2 separate regions of the Sus scrofa genome follow, and region 1 is linked to region 2. The links are chromatin contacts, called in public Hi-C maps. All regions are on one chromosome and are shown on one strand. The core of a region is the stretch at or near the end of the contact, and the rest is flanking DNA. Distances in the headings are between cores, read along the strand shown. Region 1 holds the start of AUH (methylglutaconyl-CoA hydratase, mitochondrial). Region 2 overlaps AUH (methylglutaconyl-CoA hydratase, mitochondrial).

Evidence for each region. Hi-C and Micro-C count contacts between places; a contact is called where the count stands out from the background.
Region 1: a contact with region 2 is called in a Hi-C map of skeletal muscle, with 3 times the contacts expected there. The contact joins the promoter of AUH here to the enhancer-like site in region 2. A contact is called at or near these places in 1 of 5 promoter capture datasets (liver), 5 of 47 Hi-C or Micro-C datasets (heart right ventricle, liver and skeletal muscle) and 2 of 2 datasets of contacts at active chromatin or transcription factors (alveolar macrophages and skeletal muscle).

What each region holds. Positions count from the first base shown.
Region 1 is chr14:2,544,939-2,547,638 of Sscrofa11.1, forward strand. AUH (methylglutaconyl-CoA hydratase, mitochondrial) reads right to left here and starts at 1,391. Exons shown (of 8, transcript XM_013990241.2): 1 at 1,091-1,391. The coding sequence starts at 1,349.
Region 2 is chr14:2,477,427-2,480,126 of Sscrofa11.1, forward strand. The region is part of intron 4 of AUH (methylglutaconyl-CoA hydratase, mitochondrial); the gene reads right to left. Among named protein-coding and RNA genes, the nearest start is that of AUH, 68 kb to the right of the region's middle. Within about 2 kb of position 1,400, at least 20 of the 83 cell types and tissues checked have an H3K27ac peak or open chromatin away from gene starts, as enhancers often do. A contact at or near this core is called in skeletal muscle, where this site is marked.

The DNA of each region.
Region 1 (2,700 bases), core at 141-2,640, 68 kb after region 2:
CTAGTGGGCAATTTATATTAACACTCTTATCTAAACTTCACAGCAGCCATACAAAGTTGGTATTATTTCTCCTATTTTACACATAAGATAGTGGAAGCAGAGCAAGTTTGCCTAGGAACCCTCATTAACGTCAAATTCCACTGCAAGAAATCCTAATGACTCCCCATGGACTCCACCAATCTCCCCAAATACAGCTGGGCGTATTACTGCCCTTTGCTCTCAACAAGGCTTTAAATTAGCATAGCCTTTTAACCACCAGCATCTTCCTCGCTAAACTGGTAGCTGCTTAAAGACAGCAAACATGACTTAACTCCTTTTGCACTTTCGCTTAACAGATTATAGGTGCTCAATAACTGCGTGTTAGAATTAAATAACTGCTCTTCTGGTAAACTGCTATTTCCACCTTTCATGATCCATTTAGCTTTTCCCAACGAGGCAAGCCAAAGATAGTGAGCTTCTACAGTAATTCCACCGAAAGGCACACACCCACAATCTTACTCCCACCGCATTGTATTGCTAATGAGTCTGTCTCCTCCCACTGAAGGTAGCTCAAGGGCAAGATCAATACGACTACAATTGTGTTCCCTTAGCAAGTCGCTTGGAAGAACATGACAAGGCTCAAAACTGTTTAACTAAAGTGAAACAGACCACAAAACTAACCAGATAAAATGGACAAAGGGAAAAACTGCTCCAGATGAACAGCTTTAAATTTAAATATGTTCAGCATAATAAAGTGCACTCTCACTGCAGCTTCTAAAACTATCCCTCTGATATCTGAGTTGACAGAAAGCCATTACAGAGCAAGAACAAAATCTGGAAGCAAATATCACACACCCGGTTTATTGACCTTGGCTCGTCTAGAGTTGAGGGCGTAAACTGCGTTTCTGTCTTCGGCGCTGAGTAGGGCCGCTTTTACAGGTTAGCTGCTCCGTAGGACACCTTTAAGCGTGGAGAGCACTAAATAGCTGCAATGCTTCGATGGGGGAGGGGAAGGCCCCCCAGGCCTCTCGGCGGACAAGGACGTCAGCCCGGACACTCGACCTTGCGACCCCTTCCTAGGACCGGCGTCAGCCCGCGTCGCGCCCCTCACCTCGGTTCTCCTCCTCCAGATATCGCACCCGCAGCTCGTCCTCCGTCTTCGCCTCAGAGCTGTAGCCCCTTCGCCAGGCCGCACCCCCGGCCGCGGGCGTCCAGCCCCGAGCCCAGATGGCCGGCCCTACCGGCAGGCCGGTCCAGGAGCCAGGGAGCCTCCACCCGGGGCCGATCCCCGCACAGTAAGCAGCCACCAAGCGGGCGCGGCCTGCCCGCAGGGTACCTAAGGCCCCAGGTACCCCCGCTGCCGCCGCCATGTTCTCTGTTTACGGCGTGGGCCTGCGGTCGCTGCACGCCGCAGGGCACGCCCAGGCCCCGCCCCCGCGTCGCCCCTCCCTGGCCCCGCCCCCGAGGGCTCGCCCCGCCCAACACCGAGGACCTCGTTCCAGATCCTCCTTGCACAGGCCTCCCTTGCCTGACACAGAGTGTAATGCTTTGTCCAGCAAAGGCAGGGTGAAGTAATTCTCCAAGACTGCGCAATGTTTTAGGGTAGAACACATTCTATAAGAACGCCCCGAAGAGAGTCGCCTCCCTACATTCCCTGGGCTATGCCCTCGGGTCATGTGTTCCCTGCAAAAGTGAACTAAGGTTTGGCTGACAGGATGGCAGCTCTGCGAGGGGATCCTGTTTATAACCGGTGTACTCGGTAAGTGTACTTACTCATGCATATAAGAGCCGTGAATTATCAGTTAAAGGTGCCTGTAAACATATGTGATCCTCACCATACGGAGTTCAGGAATGGCTGGAAAACAGTCAAAGAACACAGGGGTCCTTAGCCCGCCATCTCAGGCAGGTGGCACGGCCTTTCCTGAACAGTTTTAAAACTGTGAAGGGAGTTCCCGTCGTGGCGCAGTGGTTAACGAAGCCGACTGGGAACCATGAGGTTGCGGGTTCGGTCCCTGCCCTTGCTCAGTGGGTTGACGATCCGGCGTTGCCGTGAGCTGTGGTGTAGGTTGCAGACGCGGCTCGGATCCCGCGTTGCTGTGGCTCTGGCGTAGGCCGGTGGCTACAGCTCCGATTCGACCCCTGGCCTGGGAACCTCCATGTGCCGCGGGAGCGGCCCAAGAAATAGCAACAATAACAACAACAACAACAACAACAAAAGAGACAAAAAGGCAAAAAAAAAAACAAAAAAACTGTGAAGGTCATCAAAAGTAAGTCTGAGAAACTGTCACAACCAAGAGAAACCTAAATGGCAGCTAAATGTAATGTGCGATCATGGCTTGGATCCTGCAACAGAAAGTGGAACTTAGGCAAAAATGAAGGGAATCCAAATATAGACTTTAGTTCATAACATGTCATTACAGGTTCATAGATTGTAGCAAAGGTACCATATTAATGTAGGAGAGGCTAGGGGTGAGGTTCTACTGGAACCCTGTACTGTGTTCTCACATCTTCTGTAAGTCTAAAAACGGTTATAAGAAATGTTTAGTTATTAGTGCAAAATAAATGATAGATGCCCCAGTTCACGTGGACCCTAATTCAAATCCAGTGAGTCTGTGCTGCCCTGGACTGAGCTGGAAGCCTGCCCTGGACAACTAGTTATTGACACTTCTGGAAGACCTCCAAGCCTCTCACCCAGCCTTCTCCTCCAAGCCACCTGTTTGC
Region 2 (2,700 bases), core at 150-2,649:
TTGTTTTTTAGGGCTATACATGCAGCACATGGAAGTTCCCAGGCCAGGGGTCAAATTGGAACTGCAGCTGCCGGCCTACGCCAGAGCCAAAGCAACTTGGGATCTAAGCCATGTCTGTGACCTACACCACAGCTCACAGCAACATCGGATCCTGAACCCACTGAGCAAGGCCAGGGATCCAAGTTGTCAGATAAAAAGGAGAGCATTTCAGAAAAAGGAACAAATCCTCATGGATACTAGTCGGGTTCACAACCCACTGAGCCACAACAGGAACTCCCGACCCTTTATGTTAAAATGCAAACTCCCAACTCTCCTCAAACCCCTTCCCCTTTTTCTACAGCATTTTGCACTTCTGCCATAATTCACAACTTATTATTTGCACATCTACTGTCGCTGTGCTAGAACATCAGCTGCACAGCACTAGTGATCGTTCCTTGTTTGTTTCCAGCTATATAACTAGTGTCTACACCAGTGCATGGCTCAATGAGTATTTGTTAAGAGAATAAATATGCCTGGAACACAGTGTGTGAGCAAAGGGAGCATCAATAGGAGAGAAGGTTAGAGAAGTGCTGGGGACCCACACTGCAGGTCTTATAAACTGAGGATTATAGCCAACAGAATCCATAGCATCTTCTCAAACTCACGATTCCCAGTTCAAGCTGCCTTATTCCTGTTTGATTTCAACAACTTTATAACAGCAGTTAGGATACTCGTACACATGTTTAACTCTCCTACCAGATTTTAGATGGATACTCCAAGGGGACTGACTCTGCTGAGTCATCTATGTCTATATTTTTATCTATTTCCTCTAGAGCAGCTAACATATGGCCTGTGAACAAATAACTTCCAAAACACCCTAATTAGTCAAAATGAAGTAAAGGGTCACTGAATACATTTTAAAGTACAAAGAAATAAGACTGCAGTGCATGAGGTGTGTTCATGAATGTACTAGACTTGAAAGCAGAATGAGTGCTGGCCTTTAGAGGTCACTTAGGAGTCAGCCCATTAAAGCCAGCAGGGCTGTCTACAGCTCCTAACACTGGTAAATGTTTGACATTATACAAGCCTCTTAAGAAAAGCAGTCTTATTTTTGTTGTTATACTTCTCTTCTGCCTAAAATAGTATGACCTTATTAATCAGATTTGGCACAGAAAGGTCCTTTGCTATTTATGAAAATCAAATTCACCCTCACAGGATAAAGATGAGTCACGGCTGAAGATATGCAAAAGAATAAGCTCAGATTCTGATATAAATTCTACGAAGATTTCAACAAAGGTTATAAACAAAACTTTCCAAAATGACTACTGTGTTCAGGACAACACAAACACACAGGATGTAAAAATCTGTCATTACTTCATAGACACACCTTAAAATAGAGTTCCTGGACGCCATGCCAAGAGACGGCCTGATTGCTAAAGCCAGCCCACAGCGAGACAGGCAGCGACGTCCCAAACCCTCACCCTGTGGAGGAGAAACAGACAGAAAGGGGACTCTTGTTCTGGCCCCTCGAAACCTGAGCGCTCTTATTTCTTTCTCCCTCCCCCCCGCCCCCTCCTTCCTTCCTTTCTTTTTTTCTAATAGAAAATAAAACAAAAACTCATCTTCTTTCTTTCTGTTTTAATTCGGGTAAGAGTCAATAGCAATAATTATTATTAAAGATTCTTTTCCTGAAAACTTTCCAAGAGAATACTAAAAGTACACCCACAGTTTAGTCCCCACCTTAACCAAGTAATCAAAGTTATCACCCAAAGTAGGACAACCTAACATTAAGTGTCACCCAATGAAATGAAAATGAAATATAGGGCATGTGGCCCATTTTGTACTTTTGGATAATTTTTTTAACCTAAACCTAAACATGAGGAAATATTTCAGTCAAATCCGGAATGTGCAAATCTCAATAAGATAATCTGCCTGAATTATTTTTTAAAAGATTAGTTTTATTTAAAGAGAGAAAGAGATGGAGAACCTACCTAGATTAAAAAAAATACTACAGATAAGCAAATGCAATGGGTGACATTTAACTGAATCCTGAATTGGCAAAACAAAATAAACAAACAAACCAAAAAACAACTACAAACAACACTTTGAACCTGGGGTAATCAGAATATTAATACTAATGTTAATATTGTCAGGTGTTATAATAGTGTTGTTATATAAGAGTCCTTTGTTTTTCTCCTGAAAAGCATGCTAAGCTATTTAAAGGTTCACCTTGTTCTTTTGAAATGGCTCAGCAAGAAAAAGTGGATGTGCATATGAGAGAGGGAGACACAGAGTGGAAGGAGAGGGGCACGGGGAGGGGCAGATCTTGGCAGAGGGTATAAAGAGGCTTATTTTACTGCCTTTCACATTTCCTGAAGTCTGAATACTCCACAATAAAAAGCAGGGGACTAAAAGAGAGCCAAAGACCGGTGGAAATACTAGACATCTTGTCCACAGTGATGTATGCCCAAGCCTTAACTGTTATCTTTGTTAAAATAAGGTTTCTTGACACATACCCCAAATCCTTAAGTAGTAGATACAAGAAACAGAGGTCAGGAATGAGACTGCCACCATTCTCTGTTCAAACTTGTAGTTTCCTAAATTGTCAGATAAAAGCATCCTAATTCTCTGAATTTGTTTTATTCAGTTCTTATAAATATGTTAAAGGGTGACAACTGTTTGGGGAGCTATTTCCAAAAAAATTTTAGTATCTAAACTGGA